Linked DNA regions of Muntiacus reevesi: region 1 is linked to region 2. The links are chromatin contacts, called in public Hi-C maps. All regions are on one chromosome and are shown on one strand. The core of a region is the stretch at or near the end of the contact, and the rest is flanking DNA. Distances in the headings are between cores, read along the strand shown.

Region 1 (6,801 bases), core at 2,189-4,688, 550 kb before region 2:
GACAGGCCCTGGCTTCATCTAAATAAACAGCATCTCATATTCTATTTGCTATCCTCATTATTACACCTGCCTATATTTTCTTCTAGTTTCAGTTAAAAATGTAGCTAAGTGATTCTGAGCAAGACATCGGTATAGTTTCTTCATCTATAAAAACAGGATAATAGTTCCATAATGGTACTCTGTAAACTTCATTAACATAATAGTACTTCCTAAGTGCAAAGTATTGTACAAATACTTATTATTACTCTAGAAGCCAGTTCATTGTACATTTTATCTTTTGGACAGGCTTACCTACCTCCTCCCCCCAACTACAACACTCACCTATTCTGTGTCACTCAGCTTTCCTGTATCTTTTTCTAGCCCTCTGGTTTGTTACTTTGGCTCGGAATCACTGATCTCTCCAAGGGACCAACCAATGAGCCCTGACAGAACCCAAAGCACACACAGTTGAAGACATAAGGCTTAGACTTTAAGATAAAGCAAGACCAGGGGAGGTGAGAACTGTATTTGAGAGAAGTACAAGGAATCTGAATCCTAGGTCTGCTTACTTTAGCTCTGTGGACCTTAGGTAAGTCAGTATATATTTCTGACCTTCAGTTTCCTTATCTTTAAAGTGGAGGTGATAACAGTACTTATACCGTATGATTATACTCTGAGATAGCATGTGTGAAACACTTAAGAACAGCATCTGGCACATTATAAACACATAAATATTAAAATTACTATAAACTGATAAGTGGTTAACAGCAAGTGAGAAGGTGGAGTAAGTTTGAAAGGTCAGAGAAACAATCACTGAATGTTACTTTCAGTGGTACTGTGTTTTCTCATAAATTTCTCCCCTTCTTATGTCCTAATTCTAAATTGAACTATTTTTTGTTTTCCTATAAGACTCACCTCCCCACCCCATCCTCTGATCAGATTTTTTTAAAAGTGTCAGTTCAAAATATTTGAAGGCAGCAACAGTAAAGCTATTAATCATAACTTCAAGGTAGACTATTTTTGTACTTTATTATATACAATAGAATAGCTGTTTCCAATTTGTATAACCTAACATTTGTCATTCAGCTTCCTCCCAGTGTAACTGGGAGTAGAGATGGGGAGTAAAGAAGAAGGCAGGATTTCTAGCTTTACCTCACAGCACTTTAGGGACTAGTGGCAAAGGTCTACATGGTAATTTGCAGGGAGAGGCAACAATCACTTGACAAAGCTGCCATGCACTGAGTTTGCTTTCAACATTCTTTACCCTTCTCCATGACATCCAGAGACTTCATGTTCTGTCTTCATTGCAAAGAACAAGAGCTTTTACCACTCCTGGGCTATCAAAAACCTATGTCCAGATTTGAGATTACAAATTGATTGCAGGTTGGTCACATCTACCCTGCAATATTTTTAGTTTGGCCTGCAGAGTTTGGAAATATTGGTGTAAAAATCGAGAGATTTCATACAAATATCATGCTTTATAAGGGTTTCTCCTGGCGGGGATGGGGGGAAGGGGACAGAATATCTCAGACCACTGTATCCACATTCTTCAGAGTAACAATCTGCTGGAGCCGAACAGCTGCTCCTTTCAGTTACAGCTCAGACACTCCAATTTGCCACGTTGCTTATCACTCCCCATTGTCTACACCAGGCCAGTTTCACTCATTTACTTTTCTGGCCCCTATAAACATTCGAGTTTGCAAACCCTATCTAGACCTTTCCTGTCCTCCATCAAAGCTTACTTTGTTCTGTCCTAAGTTCCTCATCAGTTTTCCAAAGCAATAGCTAGTCAACCTGATCAAGTAATTTTTATATGTGCTCGCTACAGATGGTATCTGAATAGAAAGGGATGACTCTGCAGGTGGAAATTACAGGTACCATGGGATTACAATTAGGATGGCAACTGTTCATTTTACTTTTTCTGTAACCACACCTCTCTGTCCTTGGGCACACCGCACGAATTTGAACACTGGCTTATGTGCGAAACCTACTTAAATAGTACTTTTATAGATCACCCTAGTTCCAAAAACGCAAAAACTACCAAGGGCTATTCTGGCTCTCGGTTGCCTCAGAGGCTTCGGGATATCCGGCTTGACTGCACTTCCCCTCACCTGCTTTCGGGGGCCGTTCTGCGCCGACCGGTCGCACCCTAGAAGGGCGCTCAGCCAGCATGAGCTCATTTCTCAGGGGCCTTTCTGGAAGGCCGGGCTTGGCAGCGCGCACGAGGCGCAGTCGCCCTCACTCTTATCAATGGCCTCCGCGACTGGGCGGGGCGCGGTCGCCCAGGGGCCCTGCTCTCTAGCAGCTTTGTTCTCAGTTGAATATCCGAAAATTCGCACTCAGCCTGAGAGGCGCCCTGGATCTGTCTGGCCCTTTCGGGGAAGACGCCCGTGCTCGGGATGCGCTCTCGCGGGCGGAGGGGAGCCCCGGGCGCACAGAATTAGCCCCGCCCCGCCGAGAGCCTCCAGTGGGTGGGGAGAGCCCCTCAACCCTCAGTTTGTTGGAGCGAGGAACCCAGCGCCACCGACCACAGCAGTTTCGCACCGGCTCGCGCTCCCTATATGCGGTTTCCACACTAGCTGCGAGTGGCCGCAGGCGAGCCCGTCAGACCTTCCGCCACGACCCCAGTCGCGCTTCTCCTCGCTCCTTAGGACTGCCGCCGGAGGCCGAAGGCCAATCACACTACCGCTAGGTCTTGCGATTAGACAGCAGCGGGTGCAGATTGGCTACTGCTACGAGTTTCGGCCTCCCTCCTTTTCCCTTTTGCCCCCATTCCAGCTCCTGAGCTTCAGACCAATGAGAAGGCGCTTTATAGACGCCCTCCCTTCGCTCTCTACTTCTCCCCACCTCGACGAGGGAGGAGACGTCCTGACTGGCCAGACTGTCCTCGGAAGCCCCATTCCCTTCACCAATCACCGAGGGAGCTGCACTCCCAGCGGAGTTTCGGCCAATTACAAAGCGGCCACGGCGCCCAGCCGTGCGGTTTCGCCAGCGACTCCGGGCTTCACCGTCCTTAACTCTTCAAGCTTTTTCCTGAGGGCCAGCGACTCTGATTGGTCACTGTTGTCTTTGCCTAATTTCTCCTCCAGCCAGCCACAGAACAAGGCGAACCCACCTTTTCCTCGGTCGGCTATCTTCGGCATTTTCCGTCCTTGGGCGTGAATTTCCAGCGACACTTCCTGATTGGCTCTTCAGGTCAATCGGCTTTTTCCGGGAGGATCCGCAAACAAACGACATCCGTGATTGGTTCCGCTCGGGTTTCGGCTCCCCTGTCGAAGGGGGCGGACGCCCTGCTCGGCCGGCGATTCCCAGACGCCTCTTACGCGGGCGGCCGGGCGCTGGGCGGTGTAAGGCTGGGTGGGGGAGGAAGGAGGCGGAGGACAAGTAGGAGGGGGGAGGGGGTGTGGGGAAGAGCTAGGCGGCTGCGCAGACGGCACTCCTCACAGAGAGCAGCCCCCGACCCGGGCGAATGCGGGCTCGTGCTGCTGCTGCTGCTGCTGCCTCCGCCGCCGCCGCCCGGGCCGAGTGACAAAGGAAGGAAGGAAGGAAGCGAGGAGGAGCCGACCCCGCAGCCGCTGACAGGGCTCCGGGCTGGGGGCAAAGCGCGGACACTTCCTGAGCGGGACTGTGCAGAAGCGAGGGGCGGGAGAGCGGCCGCGCTGGTGCCTTGGACGGGGGAGGGGGCCCCGAGGGACGGAAGCGGTTGCCGGGTTCCCATGTCCCCGGCGTATGGGGAGCAGTCGAGGAGCCGCTGCCTGGGGTCTGAAGGGAGCTGCCTCCGCCGCCGCCATGGCCGCTGGATCCAGCCGCCGCCTGCAGCTGCTCCTGGCGCAATGAGGGGAAGAGCCGCCGCCGCCGCCACCGCCCGACTCTGACTGACTCGCTACTCCGCCGCCTTCCAGTTCGCCGGGCCCCCGCCGTCAGCCCGCCGGATCCTTGCCGCTGCCGGAGCCGCAGCGTTTCCCGACGCATCTCCGAGCCACCCCTCCCTCTCCCTCCCTCCTTCCCATCCCCCCCTTCTTTTCAAGCGTGAGACTCGTGATCCTTCCGCCGCTTCCCTTCTTCATTGACTCGGAAAAAAAATCCCCGAGGAAAATATAATATTCAGAGTACTTATTTTCAATCCAGTATTTGTCCCCGTCTCACGTGATGTATATTTTTTAGGACCTCCCATCCATTTCTGCTCTCCAAGGAAAGGGAGAGGAAAGAATTGTATTTTTCCCCCCAGCTCCGGATCGCCTATATGTTAAATATCCGTACTGATCTGTCTTCAAGGAGAAATACATCGCTCGCTTTTCTAAATAGCTGTACAAAAGAAGTGAAAAGGCAAGAGGACGAAGTCTTTTTCTTTTTCTTGTGGGAGAACTTAATGCTGCATTTATCATTAACCTAACACCCCAACATAAAACAAAAGGAAGAAAAGGAGAAAGGAAGGAAAAAAGGTGATTCGGAAAAAGAGTGATCATGTCAGGGCGGCCCAGAACCACCTCCTTTGCGGAGAGCTGCAAGCCAGTGCAGCAGCCTTCAGCTTTTGGCAGCATGAAAGTTAGCAGTGAGTATTGATTTTATTTTACACCCCTTCTCCACCTCCCCTTTGAATAAGAGACTTTGAAATACCAGGATCTTAAAATACAAGACCTGCTGATAAAACAGAGGCAATGTGAAAGGGCAAAAACCTGTCTTCAGTGAAGGATGAGGCAGCTTCCTTTTTTCCTCCTGCGATATCCCTTCCCAGGTCTCATTAACCTTGAATCGAGGGAATGTGATTTTTATTTGGATGATTTTGTCTGAAACTTAGTTCTTTTCTTATAGTTTTCTAGCAATTGATAGCTTTATTAAGTGGTTGAGTGTTTCCACCTTAAAATAGTGATGGAAGTGTTTACTTGCTCATCCTTTTGAATAAAGCGAAGGACAAGATTCCTAAACCATTATGTGCTTTTCCAGAGTGTGTCTTTTGGAATGAGGGATAGTATAGTTAGCTCAGGTCTCGAGGGTTACCATAGTTTTGTATACTTAATGGAAGAGGTAAATGTCACCTTCTCCTAACACTTCTTTCTTGCTTGTGTGACTATACAAAGTATTTGTTCTTAATCCAGAGATGAACTTGGTAAGTAACCACATTTCGGTTTGAAGGCGAGCTTTGATTCGTCTCTTTAGAAGGGACCGGTGCCGCTGATAGAGAGCAGCAGTAGTATCTCAATATGCATTGTTCTAAATTGGATACGTGGTTTAATATGTTATCTCTTAGCCTTCCCGTTTTGACATTGCCAGTCTATCACTATAGAGTTAATGTTTAATCAAAAGGTAACTTGAAAGTAGGCCCGAGTTTTGAATGGGGCTTATGTTGTCAAGTTGCCAAATAGTAAGTTGAATGTTAATTGTCACTGACTCATCATTGAAGTTCAGTTTTGGGGTGCCATTGCTTTCAGTACTTGCTAAATGATCTAGAGTTCAGGGGTTCCTTCTTAGGACTACTTACAATAGTCTTGCATTGGTTTCCTTTCGAAGTCAGATAAGACTATGAAGTCAGAAGAATATGGATTTAGACTTTTCCATCTCAGGTTTTGCAGAAGGTTGTGGTCCCAGATTTAATAGGGGTGTTTGGGCTTTGTTCAAGGTTGTTGCTAGACGTCTATACTCTTCCCAGATTTGTGCTCAAAAAGTGTATTTTCAGTGTTTGGTATACTCATTATCCAGTGTTTTAATGTATCTCTACTTATGGATATGTTTATGTGATGTTTAATGACAGCTTATTTAAACATACTTAAAGAATTTGACAAAAATATCTGTGTTATAGTTTCCTTATTCCTTCAGAAAGGGGCATGGATGAGGGCAAAGAAAAACTGTTTTGCTGCTTAGAAGAAGGAGAGAATTGAATTGAGATAAAAAAAAAGTATATGCTGTTATGTGAAACTGATTATAAAATGAACACTCTTATTTGAACTCAGGATTTCAATTCATGATGGCTTTTGGAACTTGTCTGAAACAGGGTAGTCTAAGGTAATAGCTGAATGGGAGATTATTTTTGAGAGTTAAATTTTTTTTTGGTGACTAGCTAGTTCAGAATGCAGAGTATGTGAAGAGGGAAGCTGATGATGCATCTTTCAGGGAATGGTCAAGCTTTCTAAGCAATTCATGGGGTCATTTGAGAGGAATATTTTAAAATTCTGGGGTAATTTTCAGCTATGATGAAGCAAATCTTATAATAGCTCCTTAAGAGCCTCTTGTGGTACTGGAGTGTTAGGATGTTTTTCATCTTGGTTTAAAGACCACTCGAAATCAATTTTGGGTAATTAGTTTATTCAGAGAGCAGAATGGTATACCTAATAATACTAAATTTGGGGACTTTTCATTTAGTTCACAGGATTTTCTTTGAATCCTGTGTGGATGTTGACTGAAGATGGAGCAACTCTTGGAAAGTGCAGGTTAAAATGTTGACTTTTCTGTTACCATACAGGTCAGCTTAACATTTAAGAAGTTGGAGTTCAGTGCTGACTATGTGTTTTTGACAACCTTAACTTTAAATGCATTTTGGAAGAAAGTGTTTGTTGGAGTGCTGGTGTTCTAAGGGACCCCTTTTTAAGCGATAAGAAATTATAGTCCTTGGTTTGGAAAGCTTAGTTTTTGAGGCAGATTATGGGACAAAACGTGAGAACAGTAATATGATGACTGCAAGACTATAAATGCAAATAGAATATTTTGTTCAGAGGGACAAAAAATAAAGGCATGAAGTAGATGGCTTGGAGGGAAGACTTCTTACAGAGGTATGTTTTAAGGCAGCTGTTAAAGGGGCAGTAACTTGAATTGAAAAGCATAAAGGAT
Region 2 (7,272 bases), core at 2,852-5,351:
TAGAATTGACGTACAGATTTAAGATACAACAAATGAGTCAGCACTCAACAAACTGTAAGGTTCTAAATGTTACTGATTATTTTAGTGTGAGCTAGTGGACTGCACACAGGCTTTCTGAATAGGATAAATACACTACAGCTGAGCCTTGATAATATAGCAGGAGATCAGAAATATATTTCAGAAAGTAGAGCCATGGTCATGATCAATTCTAGTAAGAAAAGTGGTCTGACAAAGTTTGAGTATGCACTATAGCATTAGCACTTCCATTGTTGCTGAGTACAGACTTTGTTTCCTAAATCTTCTCAACCCTACTATCTAACTAGATGATTAAGTATAAAGTGAACAGCTAAAACTGGCATGTCCCCAAATACTATAAGAACACCAGTACGTACCACAGCATCAAGCTGGTTGCGGTAAACTTCTGCTTGGCTCTGCTCAATGTAGCGCTGTTTAGCATGAATAAATGCTGGTATTCCTCCATATGCCCAGCCGATGATGCCTGCTGAAATTGCTGCCTTGTAAATATCCTGAAGTTCTTTTGAAGTTCTCTGCTGTTCACTAAAACATCAAAAAAACAATGTTGTTTGGGATTAGTTTATGGATACTGCTCTCCAAAAGACAGTATGATCAGAATTATCCCAAATGCTAAACAGGACTTAAATTTTTCATGATGGGCAGAACCAATTAAACCTTCTGATGAATTAAATAATTATATTACAAGTAGCTCAAATCTCAGTCAAAACTAATCTATGCTTTCAGAAGTTAGGTTAGTAGTTATTCTTGGGAAGGCAGTGACAGAGAAGGGGCACAAGGGGGAGCTTTTGGGACACCAACAGTCTCAGGGCTGGATACAGAGTTAGGTTTAGTGAAAAGTCACTGACAGGTATACTTATGTACATTTTTCTAGGCGCATATTTTATTTATACTGCAATAAAAAGGCTTTTTAAAGGGTTATTTTATGTGATGACTATTTCAGCTCTACTATATCCCTGGAAACAGAAAGAATTTGTAAACTGGATGCAGAAATTAACAATTCCCTTTTTGAATTTTTAGATAACTTTTGGAAATTATAAAAACGTATGGGATTTTAGGACAATGTATGCAAGAATGAATATCTATACGTAAAAAAACAACCAAAATTTTATCTTTCTGAATATTTAATTTTTATGTCATGCTCAGATGGGCCTGTACTATTAAAGACCACTGAATGAGAAAGCTCATGATGCAGTGGGCAGCACAGACCAACCTAAAATAAACGGGGAAAGCTACCATCTCATTCAATCTATCACTCTCAAAAGCATTAGAAACTACAAGCTATATTGCAGCTTCCAAGATGTCCTCTGGAAACTGCTCTAACAAACAGCTAAGTTTGTAAGTGTTTAGTTACTAGAAGTAATGGCCCTCCTACATAAGTAAACTACTGAATATTAATTTTTTACAAACTACTAACTTGCTTTCTTCTGAGACTGTACAAGTGTGTATCTAATTCTATCTAATTTATCTAATTCTAACAACCACATTTCTGAAATCAGAATCAGTGAGTTCTTATAGTTCCCACATATACAAGAGACAAACGAATTCTTATATCAATAGGAAAAACTGCTATAATCTTAACTTTATATTTTTATCCTGTATAATGAATAAAACCAAAAACATCTACATAAAAAGTGGGAGAACTCAGAAAAGAGAAAATGAAAAAAGAGCTGAAGATTTAACAAGCCAGGAAATGCATACGATATCCTCTTTTTCATCCTCTGAAAAATTCCATGACATAGCGATATTTTTTCTCCATATTATCAGCAGACACTCTATGAAGTTACATGATTGGGCCTAAGAACTAAGGAATGGTAAACCAACAGGGAAAAGCAGTGGAAAGGGCCTAGACTATAAGTAGCAACAATGGGGTTGTAGTTCTGGTTCTGTCATCCACCGCTAAGTGACCTACAGGTAGACACAATCATTCTGAACCTTGGTTTCCTCACCCATGACATGGAGGGGACAATAAAGTTATATTAAATTATCTTTCAATTTTCCTTCAGCTCCAACGTTCTGGGGCTTATAAAGCTGATCAAAATAACCTTTTTCAAATGAATTTGAGTCAGTTCTAGTGAGGTGGATGAACTTAGAGCCTGTTATACAGAGTGAAGTTAAGTCAGAAAAACGAATATCATATATTAATGCATATACATGGAATCTAGAAAAATGGTACTGATGAACCTATTTGTAGGGCAGGAATAGAGATTCAGACATAGAGAACAGACTTATAGACACAGCAGGGGCAGGCAAGGGTGGGAAGAATTGAGATAGTTCCATTGAAATATATACATTACCATATGTAAAGTGAACAGACAGCTAATGGGAAGCCACTGTGTAACACAGGGAGCCCAACCTGGTGCTCTGTGACAACTTACTTGTGTGGGATGGGGTGGGAGGTTGGGAGGGGAGGTTCAAGAGGAAGGGAACCTATCGCTGTTTCATGTTGCTGTATGGCAGAAACTAACACAACATTGTAAAGCAACTATCTCCAATTAAAAATAAATAAATCAACAAAAATAAACCTTTTCTGTTGTGTACTACATAGGATCGTTCACAAATACCTCAAATAAATCTGGAATGACCAATGGAAGGGCAGCCTCATTATCTTTAAAATAAGATGATGAAATCTAAAGAAAGTAATTAAACACAATTCCACTGGCTCCCCTGCTCTATTTCAGCAACATAATAAAGCTTCAATGTTAATTTAACCAGTTGACATTACAGTGTAGTATATGGTAAAGAACTTCACAAAAAGGGAAAACTTTTCACCGGTGAGGAATAAAAATGATGAAATTAATTATCCTGAGTTTTTCATTAAAGTTAATTCAATTTAGAGGGTTATTTATCATTTATTCTGACACCGCTTTACTTGTGAATCCAGCTAATATCTTTGCAACAACAGTTGCTACTTTTTTTTTATACATTCCTTATTTGGCAGAATAAAAATTTTAACAACTGTGTTCTCTCCCCAACCTCCATTTTTGTGGCGGGGAGGAGGGCTACTGTTCAAGAAGCATCAGAATCTGGGATCAAGTGATACACGAGAAAGAATAATGGAGTCCTCCAGATGTTGGTTCTAGGGTCACCAAGTAGCTTGCTCTAATTCTTCTAATTTGTAAAGTCAGGGGATTATATTAAACACTATGTTTAGAGTCCCTAAACATTCCTAAAAGTTCTTACTTTCAGTTAGTCTCACCCTCTCCATCTGATAACCGGCCTGTCAATCAACAGAACTACCAAATAGCAATGTTAGGATAAAAGCTTGGAGTACATTACATTAAACTCCAAATTCCACAAAAATAAATCACACCACCCTGGGGTCCTTCGCCCCAGATGACCCAGGCTGCAGGTCACCTCCTTCGTAGCCCCTCCCCACAGACCGTAGGCACTTTTACTCTTTGACAAACAGCTCCCGGAGGCGGTCCCATCCGGATTCCGGGTATTGGGGCTCTGAGACGAAGGAAGACAGTTCCTGGTCCTCTACAAGAGCCTTGGGATCGGCGGCCACAGCTTCGGCAGCAAAGACCCGAGGAAAAGGACTCAGCGTCCTGCAAAGGAAGCTCCGTGGGGCCGGCGGCCGCGCTTCCATGACCCTCTCCGAACCTGTCGATAGACACTCGCTTGGGCGCTTAGGAGGCCAAGGCCTCACAGAGGTGCGGCAGGGGATGAGCGAGGGTGACTGCAAGAAGGAATGGGCGAGTATCTTTACACTAGCCCCGAGTTAATTTGCGGCCATATCCGCCGACACACCGCTTGACACACAGGCCCTCGGTGCCAAGCCTAACTTTGGAGGAACTTGGACACACGAGACAGGAAGTCCCTCCCCAACGAAGGCAAGGGCTGCGGGACGGCGCAAAGGCGGAACCGGATCCGAACACACTTCCGGCTGGGGGCGGGACGGTGCCAGGCCAGCCCGCCGGAAATGAGGTAGTGGCAAGGAGCCACGCTCAGCGCAGTGTGACTTCCGGTGCCGTCCTCCTCACCCTTCTGCGACAGAAAAGCAGGGTGGTAGGTAGATTGCAAGCGGAAAGATGCGGTCTTATGCTGATGTGAAAGTGGCTCAGTCGTATCCGACTCTTTGCGATCCTATGAACTGTAGAGTTCATGGAATTTTCCAGGCCAGAATACTGGAGTGGGTAGCCTTTCCCGTTCCCAGGGGATCTTCCAACCCAGGGATTGAACCCACGTTTCCCGTATTGCGGGCGGATTCTTTACCAGCGAGGCCACAAGGGAAGCCCAAGAGTACTGGATACTGGAGTGGATAGCCTATCCCTTCTCCATGGATCTTCCCGACACAGGACTCGAACCAGGGTCTCCTGCATTGCAGGCGGATTCTTAACCAACTGAGCTATCAGGGAAGCCATTTAAAACAGCACAAATGCTGTGAAGAAGAAAAAGTGCGGTGTTCATTACAAGTGGAGTACGGAAAGAGGAAGGCAATTTGGCCAAATGCATCCTGACCTACTCAGTCACAGACTTCTGGGCTGGACGGGGTTCATTCTGGTTTTCAGAAAAGACCGAGGCGTTGAAGAGGAGTATTGGTGCCGGGTGCCCCGAGATTTCCAGAACACTCTTTAAAGAAATCCGCTCTGGGCTCCACAAGATAGGTTTTACTCCCCTTAGTTTATATGCCTACTGTTTCTCAAAAGGCAGGACACTTTCTGGAATTTCTTCCAGATGTTGACTTAATAGTTATAATAGCAATAATATCCCGCCACTACAGCTTTCATTAACGTATACTTCAAAGTGTAGTTTTTATTAAAACGTACGCATTTAAAATATTCTCAAACTGGTTTGTGTTATTTCATTTAAGCTCTGCCAGCAACCAATCCTTACTCATCCTTATTCCTTTCTAGGTTTAAGTCTAAACCGTTACACTCTTTAGTGAGATAAGGTAAATAGATTTCTGGAATTTGACAGCTGGAATTCTATAGATAGGGCGCTGGGAACTGACTGATAACAGTGACTAGCTGAGTTAGTCATGGCGCCAGGAAGATCTCTGGTGTCTGGGAGAGGGGATTAAATTCAATTCCCATCAGCATTTACTACTTCGCATCATTATTTCCTATTTACTGTGTGTCTCAGTAGACTAACTTTGAGGTCAGGGATCATGTACGTGCATTTTATGTATCTCCAGTACCTACATTCACGTAAGTCTTTGAATCAGGACTTCAGACCCCTTGACTCCTGACTCTGGCTGCAGATTGCTGCCTAACCCATACAGGCAGAGGTGGGCCCCATATAAAGTACCAAGGCGTGAAAACTCAAGGAAATGGCTGTGCAATCTGTCTGGCCTACATGTGGAAAATCTAAATGCTTAAGATGACTCCACAATCATTCTGGGATGAGGAGGACTTTAAATTGGAGGGTGGGAGTGTGGGCAGGTATTACTGAAATCATTTATATACTTAAATGCTCCCTCACTACCTTATAGATAACAAATGAGATTAACAGGCAAATTTTGCTAATGCCATACCTGCCTTCTCATTTGGGTAACTAAGCCTCTTTCTTAAGGTTCCCTTTGTCATCTGATCACTCAAGAAGTCTCCAGATCCTCGGCCTGCTCACACTTGCTGCTATTCCACCTCAGCTCCTGAGACTACTTGTCACTCTCCTACTCTCCTGCTGCTCCATGCCCTTGGGATTTACCTTCCTTTCCTGTTGTTCAGTTGCTAAGTTGTGTCTGACTGACCCCACGGACTGTAGCACGCCAGGCTTCCAAGTCCTTCACTATTTCCCTGAGTTTGCTCAAACTCATGTCCATTGATTCGGTAATGCCATCCAACCATCTCATCCTCTTTTGCCCCCTTCTCTTTACCTTCCTTTACCACTATGGAAGTACTCTCCCTTTTCTGTGGTGTGTTTTTTTGAAGGTTCTCAGAGCAACATTAAACCAAAACGTGTTATTCGGTTCACTTGGACCACCGTTTCATATTTAGCTTGATCCTTTCCAGGATATACCTTTGCCACCAGAGTAAAGGTATCGGAAAAATTTCAGTGCAGTCACCACACTGTCTGGAACCGCTATTCTACCCTCAGACCTCTTGCTGATTTCTGCTTACAGAACTCAATAGCCTCTTGCCCCATCATGAATTTTCCCCCAGGTGTCAGGTTCCCTATCCCTCCTAGGTTCTCCGGGTACTACCCTTGCTACATAAATTATATTAAGTATGATATAAGCTGTTACCACAGGGAAAGAGAAGAAACCTTCAAAACTCCAGGGACCATTTAACCTTCAAAGTGTAACTCAATTTTTACCTCCATGAAGTTTCCAATCTGCATCAGACAGAAATGTCTTCTACCTTTAAACTTCAAATCCATGTTGTCTTTATGAATAATTGGCCTTATGATTAAGGCCTTGTGTCCCCTTAATCACCTTCTGCCTATGCAGCCTCTCAGACTTTGTTTCTACTTTGTCATCTCAACTAGAGAGCTGCTTCATGCTAGGGAGCCTGGTGTAAACATTTTCTTATCTCCCACTGTTTGTATACAGTAAATTCTCAAGTATTTGATAAATTATTAAATAAGTGATTTGTAATTGTACCCTTCTGTTCAACACACACCCTCCCTTGGGATGCAGTGGGGTTATGTTAAGTGAAGGCATCTTTGTTTCTATTTTCTTCTACTAGGAAAACCTGATGTAACAGCAGAATAAGGTGGAACACTGACATCACACAGATGATACTCCCCAAATAAAGAAATATCATTCCTTGTGTTATCCAAGTATCTCACTTTACTCAAATAAACTCAGTTATTCTCTTTTCTTGAAGAAAAGTGTGGCTTTTATCTCTGAGAAGGAAAGGGTAAGTTTGGAATTCAGCTAATATTAACAAAAAAACAAATTTCAAAAGTTATGGAGATAAAAAATTACTTTCAAAACCATACATTTTATATGTCATACCCATCTTCATTATCATCTACACTGAGGTAAACAAATACATGTAAAATCTGAATAACATCTGCTGTACTTAAATGCAAATGGTCTTATTAACTCTTCAAAGGACAGATGAGAAGTTGCATTGATCCAATTCTTACAGTCTTGTCCAATCTCTCTTGAAGCCAGTGGCTGGGCAGTCTGTAAACAGGATTTAGTTAAGCCTACTGTCCCCATCCATCCATCCATCCTTCCAACATTGTTCTGTGCATTCTTCTGTGTGAGGCACTGTGCTGGATAATGGAGAAACTGGGGTAAGTAAAACATGATTCCTACCCATCAAGAAGCTCATAGGGGAAAAA

The links. A called contact is a pair of places that touch in the nucleus more often than the background predicts.
Region 1: a contact with region 2 is called in a Hi-C map of blood, with 4 times the contacts expected there. The contact joins the promoter of GSK3B here to the promoter of TIMMDC1 in region 2. A contact is called at or near these places in 2 of 3 Hi-C or Micro-C datasets (blood and muscle).

Annotation. Positions count from the first base shown.
Region 1 is chr8:43,621,541-43,628,341 of mMunRee1.1, reverse strand. It overlaps GSK3B (glycogen synthase kinase 3 beta), which reads left to right and starts at 3,438. Exons shown (of 13, transcript XM_065943558.1): 1 at 3,438-4,531. The coding sequence starts at 4,444.
Region 2 is chr8:43,076,209-43,083,480 of mMunRee1.1, reverse strand. It overlaps TIMMDC1 (translocase of inner mitochondrial membrane domain containing 1), which reads right to left and starts at 4,101. Exons shown (of 9, transcript XR_010664274.1): 1 at 3,432-4,101; 2 at 393-558. POGLUT1 (protein O-glucosyltransferase 1) reads right to left here. Exons shown (of 11, transcript XM_065943466.1): 11 at 6,759-7,272.